Linked DNA regions of Pungitius pungitius: region 2 is linked to region 1. A link is a contact called in public Hi-C data. All regions are on one chromosome and are shown on one strand. The core of a region is the stretch at or near the end of the contact, and the rest is flanking DNA. Distances in the headings are between cores, read along the strand shown.

Region 1 (7,825 bases), core at 1,944-4,443:
TTAAATAATGATTAGACATTACTTCTAATATTTAACATGCTTGTATGAGTTCCCATGTGTCTCTATCTCCCTCTAATATATATATATATATATATATATATATATATATATATATATATATATAATGACATCATGATGTGATGTCAAAGATGATGAAGACATTTTACATTTTTTAATTGGGAAACCGTTGTCGATTCATTGTTTCAATCCCGAAAGAAACAAGAGTTCTCAACTATGTGCAATAGACTGAAAGCCGCGTGAATGTGATTCTTAATAAGTGATTCTTAAAGATCACCTGGCACTGATGAGGATTACACACAGCTCTCAGATGTGATTTTCAACCCTCTTCTCTCTAGTTTCTCCTCCTTGTTTGAGGTTTGAACGGTTTTGCTCCAAAGGGACATATGGGAATATAGAATCAAGAAATTTATTAACAGCACAAAATTACAAAAAAAACTACCTTTGGTCTTCTGGGCAGAATGAACATGTTTGTTGCATCACTTTCTTTCTGAGAGTTTGATGAGGAATAAATATGTGGCAAAGGCAGCGGTCGCTTAGCATAAAGGCTGGAAACCAGGCTCTGTCCAAAGATAATACAAATAATAAAAACCTACCAGCACTTCTTAAGCTCATTATTAACATGGGTGGTCTTTTGAGTTTGAGTGTAAAATGACAAGTTGTGGATTTGTGGTGGGATTCAAAAGAAAATAGTCATGCAACCCTCCCACCCCCTCAAAAAAACCAACTTGTCATCGTATTCACTCCAGTAACAAGAAAAGAGAAGAATCGCACAAAACGACAGTATTACGTTATTCATACATTTTCTGTATTATCCACAATAATCATATGGTCATTGTGTACTATTTTTGGCCGTGATAGTCATGTGGTGTGAACCAGACAGCCCTCCTGTGGACCTCCTCCCCGCTGTCCAGGCTTCGTTCTCACAAGCTAGCGATCCACCCACCAGCATCTGTAAAGCTCACTCACCAACACTCCCTTGTGTTCAAATAAAGAGTTTGGGTTTTACACCGAGCCAGGCTAGCTGCTGCGCCAGGTTGCCAGTCCTTGTGCTAAGCTAAGCTAATCAGCTGGTAGCTGTAGATTCATGTAGCTACGAGAAATCCTCCCATCTAACTCTATAAGAAAGTGAATATATGTTTTACTCGACATGTCTGTTCCTTTTAAGGCTTGTTTTATGAGATGACACACAATTATCTTTTTTTTCTTTTCCCCTGCTGTGTTTATTTTATAAAGCACTCTTTGTCCTCTAGCCTCACACTCCTTGGACACACTCCATATCTTTTGCTAAAAAGCATATGTTACTTTTGCCAAAGGAATACTTGTCAACTGCAGCTCACTCATTACCTGTGTGGTATTATAGAAGACTCCATCATGTAGAGGTGAATGTATTGAAGGTACCTTAATGTAAAGCACTTTTTAAATGTTTGTCCATGATAGACTAGGGTGTTAAACATACCTGCAGTTCCGGCTGCCTTTGGTTCACACGCGCACATAGACGGACACTGTGTCAGCCGTTATATCTGAGCTAAACCACAGCACAAACAGCGGTGACATGGCGTAGTTTATATGCAAAGCAAACCAAGCGCCTGTATCCTCTCAGTGCTGTGGAACATCACTTCATGCCCAGCAGGAGACCTCCTTGGATTTACATTTTGGTTTAATATTCAGTAAAGTTATGTGTATGTGAAAAGTTGTTGCCAGTAGATTTTATTCAATTGTTTAACTTTTAAGTGTTTTGCTTTGTAAAATGTCTTTTAAAAGCACTTGCATCATGACTTTGCTAATTTCTTAATAAGTGCCTAAATTGCTTAATTTTGACAAATCAACATAAATAATTTGTTCTTTGCTTACATGGTGCTGATTCTGGTTAGACAACTAAATAGAGTGCATTGATTTTGCTGTATAATGTTACGGAAAATCACAATTGGCACTCAAACGTGGGTTTAAATCAATTACAAGAAGACTACAGCCCAGTCGTGTTGAGCAGACATTTGTTTAAAATGTTTTAGATGTTACTGTTTTTCATGTTGTCTCAGAGAAAGGCTTGCTCAAAATGAAGTCCCCTAAAGACTACCACTGTAATCCCAAAACTTGGAGTAATAAAACTACTATACACACTAAAATGTTCTGGGTTTTTTTTCCCCCCCAAGACTTCAAAGCAAAATATTCTATAGACAAACAAGACCAAAATAGACATTTTGGGAGGTGTGAGACCGGTCACATCTGGACACTTGCCATAACTGATGGAATTCTGCAGCAGGACAACGATCCAAAGCCCCACAGGGTAATCTGTGAGTGGCTCAGGAAGCTAGATGAAGGTTTTCAAGAGGCTCAGCAAATGCCCGGACTGGAATCCACTTAAAAAAGCCATTTATGCTCAAAGAGCATCCAATGTGGCTAAAATGTAAAACAATCTGCAAAGATGAGTGGGCAAAAAAGCGATGTCATCACACCTGCTTGGTGGCAGTTGTTGCTGCTGGGGGGGCACAACCAGTTAATAGAGTTGGGGGTTATTACTTTTTCACATGGGCCATGTAGCTATGGAAAGCATTCTTCTACTAATAAATTAAATCATCATGGTTCTTAAAACAGAGATATATATTAACCTCATTATACAAGTAAAACTAAAATGGGAATTTAAGTTATGCAAAAACATTACATGGTTCAAGCTTTACAATTGTGAAGATTTGCTCATTTTAAATTAGTTTTTATATTTTCTGTACAAGCTGGACAAAACAAACTCACTTTGGGTCAAGGGGTAATTGTGACGACATTTGTCAATATGGTGAGAGGTTTCTTGCAAACCAAGCAAAATAACCAGAATACATAATGAGAATTATAATTAGTTACTGCCCTATACTAACTACTTTTAGAAAAGAGACAGAAACGAATGCATGACTAATGTAATTATATCATGAAACCCCTTTACTTGAAATACTGCAAGTTAACTTCCCTGCTACTTACAAAGTAATAAATGCAGTACATTAGTTTATTAGTACATTAATATAGTATATTAGCACTTTTACTTAAGGATCTAAATACCACACCATAGATTTACCGGTGGTTTTTACCATTTAATGTAAGTACTTGGCATGACTTCATTGAAAGGTAAGGCGTACGAAGGGAGTGTTCTATCTGATGAGAGAGAGAGAGGGGGGGGGGAGAAAGAGAGAGAGAGAGAGGGAGTGAGAGAGAGAGAGAGAGAGAGAGAGAGAGAGAGACATACATTCTCCACCGGAGCAGGAAGCTGCTCCTGGGACTGCCGAGGAGACCGAGAGGAGGTACGAAAACAACGTCGACATCTGCGGGGTTTCCACCATAATGTAACCCCGCCGGAGCATCAGCAGCCGCGCGCCACATCGACCCCACAGCGACGCGACGCGACGCGATGCCGAGGGCGCGGTGGTGAAAAGCCAAAAACCGAGCCGCGTTGTGTCCGTCTTGTTGTCGGACGGTGACCATGAAGGAGCTGAAGGGCTGCGGTATGCGCTGCTCTGTGGGCTTTCTGTCCCGCAGAGAGCTGACCGGGCAGCCGCTCATGAAGGAGGAATTCCAGAGGCGCAGGATGGCCGGCTGCACCAGCCTCTACAAGAAGGACATGCTCGGCCACTTCGGATGTGTCAACGCCATTGAGTTCTCCAACAACGGCGGAGAATGGCTCGTGTCCGGTAAGTTGACAACACCCCCCTTCCTCCTCCTCCTCCTCCTCCACTCTCCCTTTAGCTGTGACTGTTGTAATGTGTTAGCATGCTAACGCTAGCTTAGCCCCGGCAGTCAGCTGAAACCCCCTGTGGGCTAGCTAAGTTAGCCTAGCCTTCTTTTGCTAGCTCGCTAACGTCAAACAAGCCGAACACGCCAGCAGCTCGCAGGGGACCCGGATCTGTCCCTTATGTCAGTCCTCGTCATTGTGTCCCCTAAAGTGGACATACACCACCACCCCCCCCCCTTCATCATGGCTGCTAGTCTGATACCTCAAAGCTATTTAACGTGATGTCCCGGGAGGATTAAAGACCATCTTCTGGCCTACTGTAACAACCTGAGGCTCGCCGTTTTTTGCCGACTTTGCACAACTGAGCCGAAGATAACTTTCTAAATGTCATTTGATGCGCTTGACTCCACTTGAGAGGATTAGATGAACAGTTTAGCAACAGTTTAGCTGTGGCTCATCAGCTCTGACCCCCTTGATGACAGAAAGATAAATGTTGTTCGTGGCAAGTTGAGTATAATTATTAACTCTGCAAATCAGGAGGTCGCTTTAAATGTGCATCCTACAATTTTGCCTTTGTGCGTTGAATGCAAAATGCCTTCCTTGCAGATTGTTGTATGGGCTGCAACTAACTAAATAAAGCAATTCTTAATTAATTTATTATCGTTTATTTTACGAAATGTCTTTTTTTCTTCAACAGATATTCTTAAATCTTTAAAAGATATTCAGTTTATAGCAGTTTTAAAAGAAATCCCTTGTATTATCACCTTGAAGAAGTACTCTGTTAAAAGTGAAAATCATACAATCAAAATTCGACTGAAGCAAAGAAACCAAACTTCATTATGCAGAGTAGCCAATTTGACTCAGACCAGATCAAACAAATTTGATTTTATTCATTTGTTCCCTTGGAGACTAACAAAATAAATCATTATTTCCCTAAATCTTCCTTTTTTGGGGTGAATTACATTACACTAAATTAATTAATTAATGAATAATTAGGACGACGGGAGGCAGCCGCTGTACTGTGTCCTTTGTTGTGTCTGGTCTCCAGGAGGAGACGACCGCCGGGTGCTGCTGTGGAACATGGAACAAGCCATCCACGCTCGATCCAAGCCTTTGAAACTGAAGGGCGAGCACCTGTCCAACATCTTCTGTCTGGCCTTTGACAGCACCAACAGAAAGGTCTTCTCCGGGGGTAAGAGCAACAGAAATAAACTCTCACGGCGGCGAGGCTCATCCCTCCTCTTTGCCCTTTGACCTGTGCAGGGGTTTTTGTGGCTTCTCGCTGGTAGGTAAAAAGAGGATCAGATTTTATCTGAGGGTACTACGTTCAGTGGAACTCACTTAGGATTGGAAATCAATAAATACATATATACGGGACCAGAAATCAAAAAGCAAAAGATTCCGTTGGGTAAAGATGTTCAAATGCTAATTGATTGTGCACTAAGTGCTTGTAGAAATATTTTGTAGTAGCTACTTTATTGCACATGTTGTTCATTGGGAAAATCTCAATTTTCTAACCTGCTTGACTTGGGAACTTGTGTTGTGGAGTCATGTGATGAATGCTGCTCACTGTGTATCGGCCCTGCAAATAATCCGGATCTATTTGATATAAAATGAAGCAACAGCATTGAAATCAGACCCGAAGGCCAAAATAGTTTTCCACCTCAACAGAACAAGTTCATTTATTTTATTTTTTTACCTTTCACTTCTTAAGCACTTTCTCTGCTTGTTGTTTTGCAGGAAACGACGAGCAGGTGATTCTTCACGACGTGGAGAGGTGAGTAAAATAACCCCCGATGGGACTCGCATTGACACAAGCGCATCGAATGTGAATCGCTCACAGAGCGTAAATGCAAATGCGCTCTTCCTACAGAAGGGAGACTCTGAACGTGTTCCTGCACATCGACGCCGTGTACAGTCTGTCCGTCAGTCCGGTCAACGACAACGTGTTCGCCAGCTCATCCGACGACGGGCGCGTTCTCATCTGGGACACCCGCGAGCCGCCGAGTACAGGTGAGCGGAGGAGGCGGCGCGGGGAAACGAAACCGATAAAAACACCGGTTTCAAAGTGATCACGTCCACATACAACAAGCTAATCCTTCATTTGTCGTACTGTGGGAAGTTTGTTACTCGCATTTCAAGTTGTGGGTGGGAGCAATGGACGCAATTGGCTTGTTTCATTGGTACAAATGACGGGCATCTTCTCTGATGTCGTCCTGTTGTAAATATGCTCTTTGTATGCACTCAGAAGGTATTTTAAGGGACTGCTGCACTGAAAAGCGTGATAAGTACCTCATGGTGGGACTAAGTGCGACCTGTTGACTTTAAAAATGCAGGGGATCTTCTTGCATGACGTCCACATCTTTCTATTTTTGAAGCCTTGCTTGTGACCGAGTTGGCCTAATCATACATTCAGCGTTATTCCATGTCTGTCCACTCACAAGAATAAACAAGCCGAGCCGCTAGCGTGTGTGGTGATGGTTATCCTGTTCTTCATCGTAGCTTCATCACGGTGTGTTTGCTTTCTAACATTTGCCTCAGCGTGGGAGTGAGTGGATAAAAAGACAAAGGTGTTAATCCCTTTAATTCATGGAGCCCCTTATCTCTTCCCGTAGAGCCGTTCTGCCTGGCCAGCTACCCCTCGGCCTTCCACAGTGTGATGTTTAACCCGGTGGAGCCCAGGCTCATCGCCACAGCCAACTCCAAGGAGGGGGTTGGATTATGGGACATTCGTAAGCCGCGCAGGTTGGACCTTTTTCCTCATCCATTAAGTTCAAACTTCAACATTGTGTTTCCTTGTGGGGAAATTAACTTTTAATTCAGCATCAGTGAGAAATATTACAACAATGATTAGTTACTGAAGCAGTTAAACCATTTACTTGGAATCAAATCGAAATAGAAAGTAATTTTGATGTTGAATTAATTGAATATCTCTTCACTTTAGTAGTTTGGTAAGGGCCAAAGAAACTCTATCTATTTTAGTAATTTCAGGCACATTACTATCAACTCGTGTCACGTTTAATCAAGACTCTTTTAATCCATTTTACTGCATATTTTAATGCCCATTAAAATGTATTTAATTTAAATTATGGACAAATTGGTTTATAGTCCCCATCTGCTCTTGTGATGCCTGTTAGTCCACCGGGTGGCGCTATGGTCTCATTGTTAAACTTATTGCCACTTGTCCTCTGCCAAATACGCAACATTTCCCTTTTTTCCCAGTGAAATGAGTGAGAAAACCCTCGCACTAAGTGTGTGTTGACACATATTCAGGCGTGTTTGGTTTTTGAGGTGTGACAGTTGCATCCATAACAATATTTCATGTTCAAGAAAAGCGTTTTCTTGTTAACTCTGCATGTGTAGCAACACCGTCTCTATGGACACGTTTGCAAATATGAACATGGCATTCAGATATCAGTTGAGTAAAGAACTCAACTGCAGTGGAGGTTAGAGCCGTGACTCATCTCCTCCTCTGAAGTCGAATTGATATTTTCCCCAAAAGGAGGATTGTTGCCGTCACGTCTCAGCCAGCTCCGCTAATGTCTTTCCTCCCAGCTCGTTGCTTCGTTACGGAGGCAGCATGTCCCTGCAGAGCGCCATGAGCGTTCGCTTCAACAGCACGGGCACCCAGCTGCTGGCGCTGCGTCGCCGCCTGCCGCCCGTCCTCTACGAGCTGCACTCGCGCCTGCCCAGCTTCCAGTTCGACAACCAGGGCTACTTCAACTCCTGCACCATGAAGAGCTGCTGCTTCGCCGGGGACAAGGATCAGGTGGGTCCTCACTTACTGCTAGAGGAGACGACAAATAAAAATGTATTTGAACACCGCATCTCCGTAGTCACAGGGGAGAGATGTGCATTTATACCTATGTGATACCACTCTGATTCTCAAAAACATCACAAACAAAACAGGATCAATAGAAGGATGTATTAGATCCTTTTCGGTGTTGGAGGAACACCAGAAGCCCCGGAACTCAGCCAGCAGGCCTCCTCAGACATGACATCACTCTGCAGCCATGTTATGTTGGCATTATCCTTAGGTGTCAGAGGAGCTTACGAAGACTTTATAAAATGATGTGTCTCGAAAGGAGGTTGATT
Region 2 (7,825 bases), core at 2,266-4,765, 150 kb after region 1:
TGCAGCCGCCCACACTGACCAGCTCTTTGCTCAACTTAAGAGTTTCTTCCTAAAATGGTGCCTAACCATTTTTTAAAGCTGCGTTAATATATTTTTGGCCACTCGGGTGCAGCACAAAACACAACATCTGGCGTTTGATAACCTTATAGAGCGGCATAGCATCATTGTGTGGTACCCGTATGTGCTGAGGTCTCACCATGTTCCAAGTGAATATCTATACAGTTCAAACCGTCCTTATTTTAACACATTTAAACAACAAATAAAACCGTCAGCATTGTTTGGTGTGTTTAGATTGTTGACCTAGATTTGCAAAAAGTGTTGCCTGGTGACGTTGTTCCTGCAACTGATGACGTGTGGGCCCTCGTTTGCAATCATATGGAGTCATGCTTTTTTTTAAATAGATGTTAGTCCGATTTTTACATTTAACGCTGTTTTGTTGGTTTTTAGGCTGGATAATATCTTTGACTGAGGTTGGGTGCTGTAAAGGTAGCAAACCTCACCGCCAAAAAAAATAACTGGTAACTGCTTACTTTGGGGTTTTAGAATAAGTGCAGCTTTAACAAAGATAAATCCTAATTTTCTAATATAAAATGTGAGTGGTCTGTAGGTGTTTTGTTGGCTGCGCTTTAGAAGAATGACTCACATTTGGATCAATGCTTTTCCGTAACAGCCTTTACTTTATTCATTATGTAAAGAGAGGGGGGTCAATGCTGCTCATTTTGGTTGGAAACTCTTGAGTGAGGACGCAGGTGTGGGGTGAAGCCTCATGCTGAATGCTGTTTAACACACGACTGGTGCTTTGTCTTTAAAAACGAGTATTTAAAAAACACACAAATTACATATGGGAACTCCTAAGAAGCAGTATGTTTATGACTACATTTGAATAAATGTTAATATATAATAAATCCATTCTTGGCTCATTTAAAAACCACCCAAGCGATTACCAAAGAGGTGTGAGGAAACATCTGTTAAAAAAGTGAAAGAAAATCCAAAAAGAAACAAAAAAGAGTGAGTAAGTGGCAGTGACACTGTTCCCGCAATGGGGGTGTCAATCTTTATTCCCCGTGGTCATCCCTTCTTCTACTGGTCTACGTAGCACTCTTCCTCCTCCTCTTCGTCCTCAGTGATCTTCCTTTGTGGTGGGCAGTGGTGTAAATACGTCTTGTGGTTGAATCGGATGCCCTGGACCAAACCTGCTCACCCCACTCGTCTCTCTCTATCACATGTAAACACACACACACACACACACACACACAGAGTAGAGTGATGGATCCACCGCTGCACAGGAGGGAGGACACTGGGCTGACTGTCCCACTAAAAACCCACATTATGTACATAACTTTCAGTGTATGTTTACATTGACACGGCATCGGTGTCCTGGGGGGGGAAGGGAAGGAGGGAGGGGGGGGGGGGCATGTCAACAAGTCTCACATCCCATCTACAGCTTCATCTGAGCCAGTGGAAGTATGGTGTTTTTGTTATCCTCTTTTTTGCGGGTCACTTTGTGGCCCTTTACCTTGTTCAGAGTCCTGAGATGTTTTCGACATCGAGTCCAGCAGGTATTGATGATGTCACAGAATTACCAGTGTTCTTATGTTGATCTTTGCCTTTTAGAGGCTGTTTGTGTTGGACTCTTCATTTTCATTTGCCGGGGGTGTGTTGTGCTGAGCGACGGCCCGTGTGAGTTTGTGTGCCGTGCATGTTGCCAGGCTGCTTCACACTAGTGTGTGTTTGTGTGTGTGTGTGTGTGCACCCAGGTGAGGTTCTTCTTCACAGGGGCTCTCATTTGGATCTGTCATTATGTCTTAAAATACATGTCTTAATTCTGTAAAAGAGCAAAAATATTTATTAATCATGTCATCTCTTAAGGCAGCATTTTTTTTCTATTCATCGCCGTATAGAAATTGGACTGATGATGATGTTGTGAGACACTGAGAAATGCTTAAATGATCGGGGGAATACTGTTCTTTTTTACTTCTAGAGGGACATATTTTAATGGTTGGGTATGTTTTTTTCTGGCCTTCAATGAGATGTCAAAAAAAAAGCAAATTTCCAAAGCTCAAAAGTGTTTTGAGATTAAAGTGTTTTGTTTATTTTACTGTGGAATAAAAGCAGCTTCCTGGTTCACAAGCAATCTCTAGTTGTACTGACTAAAATCAAGCCTCTATTATCTCTCTTTGAATCCGACTGTACAGCGTGTCTTGTTTCAGGAATCTTTTGAATTGGAAACAATTTTTATAGAGAAAGAAACAAACCGAATCCTCAACACTCACAAAAAATGTAACATTATCTCCAAGAAATCATGTTATTTGGGTTGTGTTTGTGATGCTGTTAAATTATGTTGCAGTGAAAAGGCAACTAAATTTGTCATCTCAAACCATCACATGGAGCTGTGGATCTATTTATTGATGAAATTTAATATCTTTATTATCAAATCACATCCAATCCGGACACTAAGTGAAGCAAGTATTTTGTCCCACTTAAAACACATTTCTTGTCATTATGTAGTTAAGCCACAGCACATATTTTCTATGGGGGTTTTGTTTTATGTTGAAGTAGCCAATAGAACAGAGGAATGGCTTTGTTGCCAAGTTGAAAACCACAAAATATTTTTTCTTGGATCAGCAGAGCGTCAACGGTCCAGTAAGTTGCTGAAAAGTAACCAAGTGATGTTTTTGTTCAAATCTGTAGTTCATTCTGGGGTTCTCTGATACATACATTACATTAATTATATTTATTATGTCCTGTCTCTCACTTCAATATACTTTGTCTTTCTCTCTTCCCTCACAAGATACAGCCTTAAAAATGGCCTCCATTGTACCTGGTATTAAAAACAGGAGATCTCTGCTAGAAAGAAAGAAAATGTTTAGAAAAAATCATTTCAAAACGAGTGTTTATCGAAATTAAAAGATAGAAGTCACTCAATGTAGTTTTGGTTGTACTTTCGACTGACTGAAAGTTTTTAGCTTAATTTCAAAATGTATATATCCTAATTCTGGCTTTTAAAACTAAAACTAAGCTATTTATTTTACTCATACAATTCCGTTCATCCTCATAAATTAAGTAAACATAATGAAGCATTTTTTTTCGGCAACACACGTCATATGCTGTCTTATGTGTCATGGTCTTCCATAATACCATGTTTCACCTGTACCATTTGTGTGCGACTACACTGAGGATGTCCTGAATACAAATCAGAAATTGAGCCGAATTTGAGTCTTGGTTGGATTTTTCACTCTTTGGCCCATTGATCCTTTTATTTATTTTTTTACAGAAAAAAACTGATGGCATCTCCTGTGTTTGTACAGTACAGGTTTAAATGTCCTCAAAGCTCAGGGTTTATTCCTGATGTCTCTCCATGTCACATTTAGGATTAACTTTTTTTTTTGTTTCATGGGGAGGATGTCATTTAATCAGTTAAAAAAAACACACACACACACACACACACACCTTATCCTTTCATTACACAGTTGAAATAGTTGGGATTGTTCATTTGACTATTTGTTATGTTGACTGTTTTTTACTCCTTTCTATGGATTCTGTTTTTATTTCAGGGAATTATGCATGGAATTGAACATTACTTGAGTATTTTGTTATGTTTTGATCATTTCTTTTTTTGTGGGTAGGGGGGGGGTGTCAATAACTAAATAAAGGAGACAATTTGAAGAAAACTAAAGCTTCCTTGAATGTGTTTGATTGCGTGCAGCCGGTTCACGCCGCTCGGAGGGGGACCAGCTATTGACCCTGAGCGCAGGGCGGGAGCTAACCTGCTGCTGACGTGTCTCTCCACCAATAGGAAGCCGGGAACGATTCGCACATGATACGATTGGCTTAAAACAAAGGCGACCGCGTCCGAAGGGTTGCGGCGATGATTGGGTGAAGGATTGTGCATCGGAAATCATCAAGCTGGAGCTGTGTTTTTGTTAGCGGCCAGCCGGGACTGACCGACTGACTGATTGATTGACAGACAGAGAGACGATGCTGCAGAATGCCGCTTCTGCTTCCCTGCAGCGTGTGTGTGCGGGATTAGCCGCTACTTAGCTTTGGTGTGTTGTATGTGCAGACGCGGTGCGCCCCGGGCCCCATCCAGCCAGCCGGCCGCGTCAGGTGGATGCGCCTGCAGTGATCCAGGTCGCTCCTATGGATCGCGTCCATGGATGTCTTCAAACCCGCTTTGGACAATAGTTTGAGTCCCAAGGCGTGCGTTTCCTCGTCAGAAGAAGCAGAGACAGATGTTTTTCGCTGGCCGAGACCGGATGATGGCATCAGCGCCGCGCCGGATGCGCCACCCGCCGCGCCGGGCTTCTGGACGGCCGTGTTCGACTATGAAGCCACCGCGGACGACGAGCTCAGCCTGCGGAGGGGCGACCTGGTGGAGGTCCTGTCCAAGGACTCCCTGGTGTCCGGAGACGAGGGCTGGTGGACCGGTATGATCGCAGACCGGGTTGGCATTTTCCCATCCAACTATGTGAGCAGCGGGAACGGCATCCCGGAGGAAATCCGGGACACCTCGGAGCAGCAGTACTCCGTGCCTCCTCTGCACCGTGAGTATCCCATTGTGCTAAACCGATGCGGGGCTAGAGCTGCTGCTGCCGTGTGCGTCTGTGCGCGTCTCTTGTCAGAAGGCCGGAGACACAAACGCACGGTGAGAGTGCTGTGTCACGGTAGGCGCAGTGCACTCCGGTTGGCCTAGAAACGGGCTGTGCCCATCCTCACAGCATCAGGGCCGTTCTTCATCACACCGCTTGTCAAAGCCAGCAGCCAGATGCAACGTGTGATGCACCCCGCCTCAAATTGCATTGCACAATGTGTGCTCCATCCCTCGGCACAGGGAACATCTGACTAGACATGCAAGTCCTCTGCGATAAATAAAGTGTTTGTTCTCCTTAAGGAATTGCTTTCGCGTGATATGCATGCAATGCCATGGTGATTGATAGTGTGTTTGCACCAAGACTGTGCTGCAAGGGAGAAAGACGTGTCAAATTGTGCATGTGGAGAAACGCTCCCGGGGCTAAATGTGCAGGCAAGACCTCCTGAGAGATCCAGTAAGGTGAAATCAGAAGCAGTTCAAATCGAAAGGGAGAACACGTCTGTGTGCAAACGGCTGCTCTTCAGCAGCAAATCCACTGACCGAACCGTGTGTGTGTGTGTGTGTGTGTGTGTCTGTGTGTGTGTGTGTGTGCATCAGCTTCAACGGGCATGAAAGGTTGCATTTTAAGGCCGAACAATACAAGCACAGTCTGTTTTGTTGGACCACACCGCCTCGGCTTTCTTTGTTTGCTGTCTCTGTCTTTGCGCGTTTTTATCTCCTCATAGTCTGCAGAAGCTGGCCTATTTTCACATGCCATCTCACCTGAAATATTCATCAAGGTCAGTGTGCTTAGTACACTGCCAGACATGAGGACGGATACTCCCACTTGTGTGGTAGTTTCAGCATCCTGTATTTGGGGCAGCAGGGCGGCTTAGTGAAGGCATCCTTCAGCTGGATGACCTGGTTTCGAGGTTACGAGGAGCAATGTTGAGGGATGAGATAGTGTATTACCTCTCTATGACCTCTATTCCTGCACCTCTCCTCAGTCCTGGAGATTGATTTCTCGGAGCTGACCCTGGAGGAAATCATTGGCGTTGGCGGTTTCGGAAAAGTCTACCGCGCAGTGTGGCGGGGTTCAGAGGTGGCGGTGAAGGCCGCTCGGCGGGACCCCGACGAGGACCCGGAGCAGACTCTGGAGAGCGTGCGTCAGGAGGCCAAACTCTTCGCCATGCTCAACCATCCCAACATTATGGGTCTGCTGGGGGTGTGTCTGCAGGAGCCCAACCTGTGTCTGATCATGGAGTACGCCCGGGGGGGCCCCCTCAATCGGGCCCTCGCTGGGAAACGCATCCCTCCGTGCACGCTGGTGGACTGGGCAGTGCAGATTGCCCGGGGCATACTGTACCTCCACAGCCAGGCCATCGTGCCCATCATTCACCGGGACCTCAAGTCCAGCAACAGTAAGTCTGTCTGTCTGTCTGTGCGTGTGTACGGCATAGTTGTTTCTGCTTTCTTTTGAGCATTTCACCAAGAATTATGCTTAATTCTATAGTCAACAGATAATAAATGACCTTCCGTTTTGATTGTTATTATAATAATCGTTTTAGTTTTTTGATTTCATTTTAAAAAGGCAGGGAAATATTCACCAATTCCTAATACAATTTCCTGTGAAGACTTATTTTGTCTGAACAACAGTTTGATTCTCATATTTGAAGTTTCCAAATATATAAACATGACAGAGACATAGTACCTCACATTAACTTTTGCCTTTTATTATGTTTCTGTTAATTGTCAAATCAAGTTAGATTTGTAGTCATGTACTTTGAAAAACCCCTGTGGGTTCTAGCAGCTTCTGACCCATTCAAAATGATTTCTAATTAGAGGCTACACTAAATCAATATCTATCAATACATTGTACTTGCAGCCCTCGTCCCTTGTGTCTTTAGTGTGGTTTTTTGCATGTAGTTGCAGGCATGTGGCAAAATGTGCAGTGTAATGTAATGATGAAGTCTCATGTTTCATGCAGGCTTTCTGTTACACGCTGTGATTTTCACTGATAGTCATCACTGTTTGGATGAGAGAGCAGAAAGCAAAATGAGTTTGCATGTATATTTGTGAAGCAGTTGTAATCTTGCATTTTACCCAACTGGATCCCCTAAATCCCAAGCCTATTACTGGGGATTTGTCCAGCGCTCTGCCCCAGCCTCCTTCCTATTGGTGGCTCCGACTATCCTCACAGACCGCTTCTTGCCTGCCATTGGCCCTCCTCCGATGATCAGCTCAAGCGCTTCACCCCCCAATAGGATGCTTTTAAGGTGTTAAATCAGGCTAACCAGTTGCCACCCTGATCTCTCGGGGGAGAACTCATGCCTTCTTCACAACACGGGGCAGTACATCACGCTGGTGCACATTTTTACTTTGTAATCCATGCCAGAGTCTTATCCACAGTTTGTCTTTGCTTTTTAATCCACAAGCCTAAATGTAGATTCTAAGTAGTTTTTATGTGATTTAAAAACCACTATGCCATTCTGTGGCAAATAAGGAGTTCTTCGTTCATCATCTGTCAAATAAAAGGACACATTCAGATACAGTTTAAGAAATCTACATCCGACTTGATTTTCTTCCCAAGTTCCTTTTCTTTCTTTGTGTGGTCTGAACCGCTGGGCTGAGAAACTCTAATCATTGGTTCCAGAGGTCGCTCAGGATGTGGCACGCGAGACTCCACCCTGTGACGCATCACAGTGGTGAGGAAGCGGTTGGAGGCAATACCATGAACCCCCGTGTCTTAAAAAAAAAAAGGTTCAAACGTTTCAGGCCTCTAGGGATGAAGATGACAGTCAGTAAGCCACCAGTCATTGTCAGGGTTAAAGTATCTCCACTAAATGGGGATTGATGGAGGGGCATCTACTGTAACCGGATGTAACCACTACGAAGGCCCAACTTGGTGGTTTAGTTTTTGTCAATCAAACCACACTACACCACTTTGGTCTTCCTCAAAAAAAAAAAAAAATATTTTTTCATTTACCGGTATTTTCCAATACTAAGTACCAATAATAATTATTCCACAACTAAATACCTGCAAAACTATTTACATTTCCGTCAGCCTCAGATGTATTTAATGCTTGTTAGCTAATGTGAGCATGATAAACTAGGATGAACAACGTTCTATACGTTGCCATCGCTATCCAGCATTCTTCTTTAAGCATCCCGGTACTGATGTACAGCAGCATGGGGCAGCTAGCAAGGCTGCAGACAGTATTGTTTTCACGCTAATAGTGTATACACCTAATACGA

What was found. Hi-C and Micro-C count contacts between places; a contact is called where the count stands out from the background.
Region 2: a contact with region 1 is called in a Hi-C map of muscle, with 1.8 times the contacts expected there. The contact joins the promoter of map3k9 here to the promoter of dcaf5 in region 1. A contact is called at or near these places in 2 of 2 Hi-C or Micro-C datasets (both in muscle).

The regions. Positions count from the first base shown.
Region 1 is chr14:13,236,014-13,243,838 of fPunPun2.1, forward strand. It overlaps dcaf5 (ddb1 and cul4 associated factor 5), which reads left to right and starts at 3,194. Exons shown (of 9, transcript XM_037486347.2): 1 at 3,194-3,689; 2 at 4,779-4,922; 3 at 5,471-5,507; 4 at 5,604-5,743; 5 at 6,346-6,475; 6 at 7,286-7,499. The coding sequence starts at 3,482. It overlaps pacs2 (phosphofurin acidic cluster sorting protein 2), which reads left to right. Exons shown (of 25, transcript XM_062557148.1): 25 at 1-1,674.
Region 2 is chr14:13,387,082-13,394,906 of fPunPun2.1, forward strand. map3k9 (mitogen-activated protein kinase kinase kinase 9) reads left to right here and starts at 3,516. Exons shown (of 11, transcript XM_037486328.2): 1 at 3,516-4,544; 2 at 5,578-5,991. The coding sequence starts at 4,154. slc8a3 (solute carrier family 8 member 3) reads left to right here. Exons shown (of 7, transcript XM_037486333.2): 7 at 1-2,134.